Linked DNA regions of Athene noctua: region 2 is linked to region 1. Evidence: chromatin contacts called from public Hi-C data. All regions are on one chromosome and are shown on one strand. Each heading gives the region's core, a stretch centred on a gene start, on an enhancer-like site or on the middle of the called end of the contact. The rest is flanking DNA. Distances are from core to core; before and after follow the strand shown. Region 1 holds the start of RER1 (retention in endoplasmic reticulum sorting receptor 1). Region 2 holds the start of PRKCZ (protein kinase C zeta).

Region 1 (5,919 bases), core at 30-2,529:
GCAGAAATCGTAAAGCCTTGAAATTAAATTTTTCCCTCTTGGCTCTAACAGAACAGAATGGAGTAAGTTATTAAAACTCTTGAAGTCAAGAATCTGACTCCCACAGCAGTCTGTAAATTCTACAGCTATGCTAGTTTTACAGGTAGTAATTTACTGTACTTTGTAAAAAGGGAGGGATCTGTTACCTTCTTGTTCTGCCTTACAGCATGCAAAAGATTTAAAGACAACAAATGACCCTATTATGCCAAAAATAAATGAAAAAATATTGTTGCAAGCTCAATTAATTTATGCCCCTCAGGTCAGGACCCTGAGAACACCCAACAGGCCCTGATTCCTCTGACAAGACTCACTTGAGGCCTCCACACACACCCCTGCCCATCGTGTTTAAAGAAAAACAACTGAAATTACTTAAGCAACCCAGAAAGGCTAGACTGAACACTGAGTAACCAGTAAATCAAAAGTAAAAGCGTTCATTTTACTCAGGAATACTTATGTTATAATTTCAGTATAAACAACATTCAGGTGAAGATAAACATATTATTTTGCTTACTATTTATACTCACTTTACAATGTAAGGGGAACTCAGGTTCTTAAATATCTAACGGTCATTATAAGCGCTACAGGCTACAGCCAGAAGCTAAAGCGTTAGCGACTACGCGACCTTTGCATAAACCAACAGCGTAGAAAATAAAGCCAGCCCACGAGAGGAAAAGCGTTTGTATTTACGTTAGCTTACACCCAGAAGCGCGGGCTTAACAAGAGACCGGACTTGGCGGCCGTAAGGAGACTGGTCCTCGCCCCTCCAGGCTGAGGCGGCGCCGCGGCGGGGCCCGCCCGGGAACGGCTCCTTCCCGCCCGCGGAGAGGCGGGAAAATGAGAAAATGGCAGGAGCTCGCGCCCGGCCCTTCCCGCCCAACCCCTCAGGGACCGCCCGCGCGCGTAGGCGCAGGCACCGCCCACCGCAGCAGCCTCATTGGCTGCGCGGGAGCGAGGGGCGGGGCGCTCCCTGAGGGAAGCGGAACGGCCGCGCAGGGCGGCCCCGGGCCTCGCGGGCTGCGTCCCGCCCGCAGAGCGGGTTTGAGGACGCGCCTCGTCTGGCGGTAGCGCGGCGGCCACCGCCTGCAGCCGGGACCGCCACGGCAGCCGCCGCTCCCCAGCCTCACACGCACCACTTCCCGCCTTACCGCTCGGCGCCGCGGCACCTCCCACTTCCGCCCTCAGAGCCAATGGCGAGGCAGTACCGACACTTTATCCCGCCCCTTCCGCCCCGGGAGCGGAAGTTGAGTCGCCGCCAGTGCCGCCATATTGGGTTTGTGGAAGTAGGGGGGAGGGGGAGCGGAAGGAAGGACCCGGCTTGGGCGGCTGTGAGTAGCTGGTGCCCCGTGTCGGCGCCTCAGGGCCCGGCCGGGGCCGCGGGCGAGAGCGGGGGGACCTTGCGCCTCCGGGCTGGCGGGGCGGAGGTGGTGACAGCCCCCGGGCGAGCGAGGGGCTCCTCCGGGAGCGCGGGGGCTTCTCCGGCCTCGGCCTAGGCGCTCCTGTGGGCCGCGCTGCCGGTCGCTGCCCGCCGGCTCCGCGGCTGCTGCTGGGCGCGCTGGGCCGGCCTGCCTGGGCCTGCCGCAGGGCTTGCTTACCTCCCGCCAAGCCGCTGTCCGCCCTGGTGCTGGTCCCGGGCCCTCCTCGCCTTAGCGGGCCCCTCTCGGGCCTCTCGTTCTGGCTTCTGTGCCAGAACAGTGCCAAAAGCTTTGCGGTTTTCCAGAGTGTCTTGTATTGCTGTTGGCCCGCAGCGTTTCGCCTTAGGTAGCGCTCAGGGTACGTGAACTCCGCGTTTCCGGGTAAATGCAGGGAGCGCGGGTGCTGCCGTTCAGGCAGTTGGGAGTTTCTGACAGGCCGGGCTGCTGTTGTAACGGGTAAAGCGAAGCGGTGACTTTTTTAGGATAAAAACCCGTTTTGCGCAACCAACGGGTCATTTTCCTGCGGTTGTCCATTCACCCTGTTCTTAATAAATGGCATTGGTGTTGCTCTTCTGACGTTTTCTCTATGAATAAGGAAACTTGTGTGAGCAGTAATATGGTTTTGGTAGTTATAAGCTTCATTTCTATTTCAAATTTAAGAAAAATCTTTATCAATCAGAGTATTGTTTAAAAATTCTGTACTTCTCTGTATGTGATGATGTGAGTCATAACTTAAATGCCTTTACTGCCCCAGGTCTTGTCCTTTTTAAGAACTCAGCAGTGCAGTGGCATTTGTAATGATAGTACCATAACAATTGTGGTAGAAAACATAGTTGTTAAAAGTCATGCACTTGCCTAGTTTGTATTTTTCAGCAGAGAAAACCATTTTGATATGGTCTAGTTTTAGAAGCAGTCCATATTCCACTAGTAGCAACCTACTCAATTGTTTGTTATAGTAATCTTTGTATATCTTTCCGATAATTGGCTTTAGGGAAATGGCTGAAGGCTTATCATAACTCCTTATGTTGAACAGTAAAGTCTTATGTTACATTATGGAAGGGGGATTGCTGCTGTTTAGATTTAATTATTCCCTTAAACCAGTGAGGTCTGACTTCTGTTCTTAACTGTAAACTATCTTCAAAGAAGTGCCAAAGACTGCTTTTCTTGATAATCGTCTAAATACAGATATTCTTTCAGTAAAGTTTTAATGTGATAAGAAATATTAACTTCTAAACTGTGTCATGCGATACACTTCAGTCTATGCTACTTAAACTGAGCTGGTGAGAGTTTCACTAAGACAGTCTTAGCTGGTTGTATTTCTTGGTCTGCTATGGAAGAGCTGTACGTACAATTAAAAAAAATCACATGATCACATACAATGTCACTTTTTATACCAAGCAAAATGCCTATTCTGTCATAAAGCCATCAGTAGCCTTACATGCATGATTCTTCATTTGATTTGCATAAGTTAACATTTAGAAGATTGTAATGTCAGGTGTACTTATAGCCCGCATTTGTTATGGAGGTATCTGTAAAATTAATTTTGATATTAGGAGAATTCTTATGTTCATGGTTTTCAGAGAATTGTTATCTGATTAATAGATTCAATATCTTTGTCATGGTTTTATACTTCAGGACATTTCAAAAAAAACCCAGACTAAAGCATAAAATTATGCTTGACTAATAATGCTGAGTAACTTTTCTTCTGCAGTGCAGTGAATGGAGAGAATAATAATTGGTTCCTTTTGCCTATGTTGAAAAAGTCTGTATCTGTGTTGTATGAGTTTTGATTTGATTTTTTCTAGCTATAGCTTGAATTAAAGTGGACTGCAGCTCCTGAAGCCCCATAATGAATGCCCTTATCTTTTGAAGTGTAATAGAACTCCTTTTTTTCTACTTACTAATTATGCCATAGTATGTAGTTTATAGATGTTTACAGAAAAAATAGATAACGTTAAGGTTCTCTGTCTCCCCACATTGTCATTGGTCTCAAATTACTTTTTGCAACAGTTACTGTATTGCAGCATCTAAGATAATTTACATTTTTCTGATTGAGTCATGTTTCGTGTGTCTTTATTGTCATCTGAGGCTCCTGAGGTATTAATACAGGGCTGAGAGTACTCCCACTATCCCAGCTATGGAGTCCCACCCACCGATGAGGACTCCAGGAAGTGATGTCAGGGATTCCTTTTGGTGATGTGGCAAAAATGTTTCTGTTTAGAATCCATTTTATTTTGTTTGGTTTATATCTTGGAGTGAACTGTAAAACTTAGCTGAGCTTAACTGAAAAGTAAAATAAGATCTTAATTTGGTAGCAGAGCATATACTAAAAAATAATTCCTTTTGTTAATGTTTTCACCTGAGTTCAGAATCCTGGCCCTTTTACTACACAGTTTTGCTAATGCATAAAACTTTTTTTTGTGACTGCTGAGCTCTTCACGTTCAAGAGGGAGATAAACTCATTGAATAATTCTAGCAGTGGCCAGTGTGTTGGTTTAGGTAATTAGGTAGAATTTAGTCTGTAACCACTGGTGTACGGAGTCCTGAAATTAAACTTCTTCGCTGTCTAATTACTCAGTATTTAAAAATCCTAAGCAGCTTTAAAGAAAATATTTATTTTGGTTTTGTTCTTTGCCTTTAGAATCTGAGGTGACAGGAGGGTGGTGCTGCAGTTCATATCTCAATGCTTAGATGTTATAACTCAGCTCCTGCCTTATCAAGGTGAAGATGTCTAATGAGGCTCATTCCTGCATTTCTGTATGGACTTTTTTTCCTCCCCCTCCCTAAAATGGATTGGATCCTGTCTTGCCTTTGTAAAATAACCTGTTCTTTGCTTTCTTGACAATTTATTTTGGAAATTAATTTATTTTGGAATAAATGTCCTCTCTTTAAGAATATTTCATTAAGCACAATTTGTTTCAAACAGCAATCCAAAAGAGTATCATATGTAAATGCTGGTTCAAATAAAGTACTGTAAAGCTTCACTACTATAGAGCTTAGATTTTTGTTTTAAACGTTATCTGTGTATCCTGTTCTGTTTCCACAGCAATCATGTCAGAAGGGGACAGTATTGGTGAGTCTGTGCATGGAAAGCCTTCTGTGGTCTATAGATTTTTCTCAAGACTTGGACAGGTTGGTTTTCTGTAGGGTTTTTCTGACTCCATTAGAAGCAGGCCTCAGTGCAGCTCCTTAAACTCATTACTTTTTGGATGAGTTGTTGTAACGCTAAAATCTGTACGAAAGTTTTCCTTTGAAGCCTTTTAAAAATAGATAACGAATACTCTAATACATAGATCAATGGAATATTTAATGTGTATATGTGTGACATAGTACAGTGAGAGTAACAATGTATAGAGGAGTGACTTCAGATGTCATGTCATATTTGTCTTAAAGGAAGTAAACTTGCATAAAATATTGAAAATTTAAATTGCTTTATGATGTCCCAAGCACTAAGAATTTTTTTTTGCCTTTATAAAAACATAGCATTTTTCCAAAGGCTTTTAAGTATGTTTATGTTTAATTCAGTTTATTTGTAATAAGGAATACAAATGTTTCACGTTACTCTCCTTCCCAAAATACTTTTCACAAATGCTTACTATTTCTAGTGCTACCCTGTAATAAACTTTATTCATTGTGCATCATGTATTTTACAGATGTACACTTTGTATTTCCTCCTAGATCTACCAATCCTGGCTAGACAAATCTACTCCATATACTGCAGTGCGATGGATTGTAACTTTGGGTCTGAGTTTTATCTACATGATTAGAGTTTATTTACTGCAGGTAGGAAAACTGAATTTACTGTTAAAGTAGGTTTAGATACCATTACTGTTCTATTTTTTGTGTTAAGAGTGTTTTTGAAGTATGGTATTGCTTTGGAATGACACCCGGTGTCATTTAGCACACCGTAGAAGGTAAATTAGGTGTTCTGAAGAAGGAGCATACTGGTGTTAAAAGTTCTTCAGAATGGAGAATGTGCAAATGCTTGAGGATGTTCTTCTGATGGCAACAGAAAGTGGAAATACTCCGTTAGTCCTGATGAAATTACATAGTGAACTTCTGAAAACTCTGTTGCAATTAAGCTTTTGCTTTTATGCTAAAGCTGGGTAACAGCATGTTGAGGAGCCAGTGGTTACCTTCTGTCATGCAAACAATAAAGAACTGCCTTTTCAGCGTGTTTGTCACTGCAGGCCAGCAGCATTCCTCCACTAACCAGATGCCTCTGATTCATGCCACTCTGATATTCAGTGAACAACTTGAGAACTGTTATTCCCAAAATCTAAAGATTAGGGATTGAATGTGAAGGCTGCGCAGGTGGTAGTAACAGGAACATTTAAGAGACTGAAGCCTGCAAAGGTGATGAGCAAGTGGTGGGTTTATGCTGTTACTACTTTTATGCTGCTTTTACAGTGTCTGCTTCTTGAACATAGAGCCTGGATGCCTGAGAAAAGCTTTCAGGTTAAATCTG
Region 2 (5,565 bases), core at 2,776-5,275, 390 kb before region 1:
GGAGATAAGGAAGCTTACTACATTCTTGTTAGAGGCACTAAACCAGTTGTACTGCATAGTCTGACAGTTTCCAAACCCATTATGTAGCAAATGGTTTTTAGAATTTTAAAAAGGAAAATACAGCTAGAAAAACCTCATACTGGAGTGAGATTAATAAACATTAATACAAATATCTGATGCCTGAAGCAGTACTTTAGGTTTATGCTATCATTAACCCCGATTCATTTTTTTCTCTTTAAACTAATTTTTGAAGAACAGCCTGTAGCATTAAAATAAAGAACTAGCACTTACAAGCACTGTATATACAACTGTACTTCCCAGAGTTGCCTAGGAATATCTTGCCATCTGCTGGAAATGTGCAGATACACATGCTTAAATAAATACTGGCTTCAAAGTTACTGTCGGAGACAACAGTACAATGAAATAATGAAGGGAGAATTAACTTTGGAAACCAACACTCTGGGTGTTCATAACTTTTAGTCAAAAAACTAATTCAATAACGAGGTAACACCACTCTGCTAGGCTGCAGCAGCCAAAATACCAACATTAGATCCCTCAGCAGACCAGTGTTCTCCACTGGCACTATAAATTTGTGGCAGAACTGGACGCTGAGGTTGAATGGAGCATTCCACCATGTGTGAATCCAGATGATCACCATGGCCATAACTGTATAAAACAGGAGCAGATCCACTGTGGCTGAGGTGATGGGATAATGACACGAGCTAAACCAGAACTTGAGATCCTGATGCATTTCACTAAGAAATTAATCACTCTGCAAATTAAGTATGCTCTCCTTAAGATAACTTACACTAGACTTCAGCAGCTCCTGCCTGCTATTGATCCTGGTTGCTAATAAGCTGCATTAACTTTAAAAAGAAAAAAAAACAAGCAAAAAACCAACCCAGAAAGGTAAATCGTCATGGCTATTCCCAGCAGGAGGGAGCTCTTCCTTCTTTCTCACAGAATTTAATTACCAATAAAGGAAGGAAATCACTATTATCCCACCTCTTAAAAAATTCTTTTAGGCCATGTGACAGATATTTGTGATTTGTCAGCGCTCATCATATAAAGAAAGGAATGCAAGAATGGGAAAATCCCACTGGATATGGTAGGACTTACTTTGAAAACAGAACAGAAATACTTGAAAAAACCTTTTTTAACCTTTCTCTTTCTCAAACAGATCAGTTCACTTCATAGCCTGCTCTTCAAAGTTCTGATACCAAGAGATAACAAAAAATTTAAAAATAGTAAAATTTTAGATGCAATAAACATCTCATTTAAACCTGGAATAAAATTAAATTAAATTACCTGTAGGAGCCTGTCAGTTCTTCAAAACTAGGTGTAGTGGACAGCATAATTGCAACATTTTATTAAGCTGAGGGTAGTTTAGTAGAAGATAAAAGTGCAATGCTGTGCCATCTAGATTAAAAAAGGAAAAAAAAAAAAGCTCAGGAATACACTCTGGATTTACAGCTCTAGGACAGAAGTTGACTGTGTTTCAAAAACATAATGCCAGAAACAATGATTATACAATATGTTGCGTTTTCAAACTATTTACAACCTTATTAGCTAATGCACCGAGCAAAGCTGATATCCTCTCCAAAAAATGCCATCTGCCCAGAAGTGGGAAGTATCTATTAAGAAATTCAAGTGTTTAAACAGTCTTGGAATATAAGAAAATACAAACCAACTCAAAGTAAGACTTCTAAAATAACAGCATTAGCACCAAGTGATCAACTACAACAGATCTAGGCAAGATGTAAAAATATTATTTTTGAGATTTTCTTCAAGCACTGAAAATGTACCTAATCTTTTGTCCTCGGTAAGCTGTTCTAGGAAAAAATAACAACAATAAAACACAGAAAGCCTCAAATCACAATTCTGAAGAACTGCACTACCTTTTATCAGCCAATCCAACAACTCAAGGGCCTGACGTTGTCTAATGACACGACAGGGAGATCAAAGTCAAGCTTTGATTATGTTTGTAGACATATCTTACATAATGTTCTCCATTTTAAGCAGAGGAAATTGAGAACACATGAAGATTTAAGGTCCCATTTTGAAACCATATTGACAGCTTCCACTCAGATAAAATTAACAGTGGATCCACGAACAATTCAGATTGCAGACTGATAAATTAAACCATTTGATGGATTTCCTTGGTGTGGAGAAAACATCTAGACTGATGGGAATACATTTTGCCACTTTACTGCTACTTAAACTAGTGTTAACTATTATTTATTTGTGTTCTGGAAGATTGTAGAAACACCAAAAGAAGGCTCAGGGCTATATGGATTCAAACTCACCAACACACACACACCCACAACCCCCCATAAAGATCCTGTGAAAGCGATACATGCTGTCTAAAAAGAATTTGATGTAGGTGTACACAAAGTAACAGCAGGAGACTAAGGATTTTTTTTTTTTTCTTCCATTTTTAAAATAGAGATATGACTGCTCAACTCCAGGTAGTCCAAAAAAAAAATCTAATAGCTGTGACACCTTGGTTAGGTTTATTTTTCAGAGTTGGTGGGTTACTGTTGGCAAATGGCAGGCATAAATAGATCAACAAAAGCCCCAAAGCAAACCTTTTGCTCGGATAGCTTGCTTGCTTGGAAAACCGTTTTAAGAGAGAGAAGGAAACCAGCTGTTTGACCAGTACAAGCAGCATTTCCACTAGAGGACTCTCCGAGTTAACTATCCCACGCCTTCATCTGAAGAACAGGCAAAGCCCCGGTCTCCTTCACGCAGGAGGTGGCTTTGCTTCAATCACAGCTGATTCACTATTTGAAAGCAAAAGATTAAAGTATCATTAGGGGAAAAAAAAAACCAACAACAAACCACAGCAACAACAAAACCACCTTTATAAAGTTCAGGGCATTAACCATTTCACAGACTTCCTCTCGTGAAATTGCGGTTCATTCAAGAACACTAACACAGCGTATTCCGCTGGTGTTCTGGCCCCCTCTGGCCCCTCAGAAGTCCATCGCTGATATTTTATTTCCTCCTTACTACCTTGGCCGCAGTTTCCACGCTTTAACACTTTGGAAGGAAGGCCCCGAAGGTTGGATGCTCCATTTACGCTCGTGGCAGATCACACTCCCGTGGAAGTGGAGCCTTCCCAGGAAGCAACGCCGACAGCTCCGGAGGCGGCAGCCGGGCTGCTGCGGGGGGTGCGGGCAGGGTATTTGTTTTGGGGTGGGCTTTTATTTTATTTTATTTTTTAAATAAAGAGAGCGATCACTGCGCCTGTGGAAGACCACGGCAAAGACCCCCTCCTCCTCCTCAGGACTCGCCGGGCAGCCGCCGCCTCTCCCGGGCTCCGCTCCGCCCCTCGCCTCAGCACCGCCCCGGCCCGGCCCTCAGGCGGCCCCGCGGTCCCTGTCGCCGGCCCGGCGCGGGTCGCCGCTCGCCGGGGAGTCCGGGGGATCCCGCCGCCGCCACCCAAGCTCCCTCACTCCTCCCGCCGAGGGCGAGCCCACCCCGGGAAGCCACAGGCCTGCGGCAGGCGGGACAACTCACAGCCTCTCCAGAGAGCTCCGAGGCGGGTAGAGGCACCAACCCCCCCCCAGCGCCGTGGCGGTGGCCCCCGCCTCTCCTCTCGGGCCTGGGGCCTCCTCCCGCCACGGCGCTGCCGCCTCCCGGGGCGCGGAGACGCTGCGCGGGCGCCGAAACTCCGCGGCGGGGCCGAGGCGAAGGGCGGGAGCGGCCCGGGGGGGGGGGGGGAGGGCCCGGCGCTGCCCCCCGCACCTGCCCCTCGGCCGCCGCCCGCCCGCGCCTGGCGCTGCCCGCTCCCATTGGCTGCAGGTGTACCCCTACCGCGTCCTCGCTCGTTTTTGATTGGCTGAGACTCCCCTTACTGCCCAGGTAACGGTTCCCGGCTTATGATTGGTCGCGGGTGGGCGGGATCCTTTTTAGGGATTGGTTCCAGGTGAGTCGGAGCTTGCGATTGGCTGGCAGGTAGTGTAGGAGGTGTGCTATTGGCTGCGGGCGCTAAGCTCCTCAGTCCGCCATGTTCGGCGCGGTGGCGCCGGCGCTGGCGGGAGCGGGGTGCTGAGGCGGGGCAGCGGCCGGGGGGGCCCCGCCCGAGGGGGCAGCGGAGCCTCTCGCCTCTCCTCATCGTTCTTCTCCGGGGTCCCGCCCGCAGGGAAGGTGGCGGGGAGCCGGGGCCCCTCCCTGAACTTCCTGGCGGGACTTTGAGCAACTTTCGGGCCGTGGAGGTGTAGCCGAGCACCGCGGGGACGCGTCCGGAGCCGCGGGCCCCGGGCGGGGAGCGCCGCCTGCTCTCGGTGGGTGCGCGGAGCAGGAGAGAAGCGGGACCCGTGGGCCTCCCTCGGCCGGAGCAGGTAGGAGGAAGGGGCAGTCCCGGAGGCGTTGGGCGGGGGGAGCCCGTTGTCCCGGCACGGAACGCGGCAGCCGCCTGGGAAGTGCCGGCGCCACCCAGACCCGAGCGACGGTGTCGCCTCCCGGCCGCTGTGTCCGTGTCTCCGGCGCTGAGGGGGGGTCCCTGGGGTCGGACAGGAGGGGTCTGCGTGTGCCTCCTGACCCCGCGGGAGGGGACGGGGCGGGAGGCCGAATTCTGGGGTCTCGCCCTGGGACCTCTGTCCCCGCTTCCCCAGCTGGAGCGGGGGGTTAGGGACCTGCCTCAGTGTTTACACCTTCATGGGAAGGTGGCGGTAATCTTGAGTAAACAAGGTGTTTGTCAGTCTCCAGTTGTAAAGGTAACTTAACTTGCCCTAGGAGTTCTTTGCTGCCTTTCTTGGGTAAACTTGTAACTAACGTGAATTGATAGTAGTCTTCCCTGTGTATAAAAACCTATTTTGAATTAAAATACTTCACTCTTTGGAAGAAAAGAGCCAGAAACAGTGTTGAAGAATAAATAAAGGTTTCTTTGCAGTACTTTTGGCCAAGAGGGAACTGTTGAATGTTTTATTAAGACACATCCTTAAGTGCTTGGGATATTTCTGTAAAACTGAACTACAGGTGTATTTTTTAACTGATCTCGTTTAATTTCTGTGCAGATCAATGGTCTTGTGTGTTTTCCTTGGGATTTCTTGCTGTTCTATGTAAAGCTATTTGTGTTTATAAAATTTGACACAACTTGTTTATTTAGTAGTGTGTGTGTATATTCATCTGTATTCTGGTTTTCTTTCTATGCAGCTGGATTCAAAATCATCCAGAGGAGAAACACATTTCACATGTGGAGCTGTTCACTTCAGAATTAAATGTTACCTGTCTTGAATGAACTTATTACTATATATTTATCATTTTATTCGGAGTGCTAAATACAGACCATGCCTAGCAGAATGGGCTCAAAAATTGGCTTGAACAAAGACTTCATCAGAGTAAAAGCACACTATAGTGGGTAAGTCAGCATGTTCTCTCCTTTATATTGTGTCCCATCTTAATTCTGAAGCCTACTGAGCAGGAGTTCGTAGTCTGACCTAGTGATAGAGTAACCAGGGCACTGGTGGATTTGCAATTAATGTCAGATCAGGTAGGTAAACTTCTGGGCTGTTGAAATACCGTCCAGACTCCTGCAGCATGCTGATTGTGGAAAAGGAT

What was found. Hi-C and Micro-C count contacts between places; a contact is called where the count stands out from the background.
Region 2: a contact with region 1 is called in a Hi-C map of heart, with 3 times the contacts expected there. The contact joins the promoter of PRKCZ here to the promoter of RER1 in region 1. A contact is called at or near these places in 2 of 2 Hi-C or Micro-C datasets (heart and liver).

Annotation. Positions count from the first base shown.
Region 1 is chr22:1,946,769-1,952,687 of bAthNoc1.hap1.1, reverse strand. It overlaps RER1 (retention in endoplasmic reticulum sorting receptor 1), which reads left to right and starts at 1,279. Exons shown (of 7, transcript XM_074924633.1): 1 at 1,279-1,364; 2 at 4,498-4,583; 3 at 5,130-5,234. The coding sequence starts at 4,503.
Region 2 is chr22:2,342,118-2,347,682 of bAthNoc1.hap1.1, reverse strand. It overlaps PRKCZ (protein kinase C zeta), which reads left to right and starts at 4,025. Exons shown (of 19, transcript XM_074924605.1): 1 at 4,025-4,346; 2 at 5,161-5,365. The coding sequence starts at 5,295. It overlaps CFAP74 (cilia and flagella associated protein 74), which reads right to left and starts at 3,802. Exons shown (of 41, transcript XM_074925014.1): 1 at 3,523-3,802; 2 at 2,589-2,783; 3 at 1,309-1,419.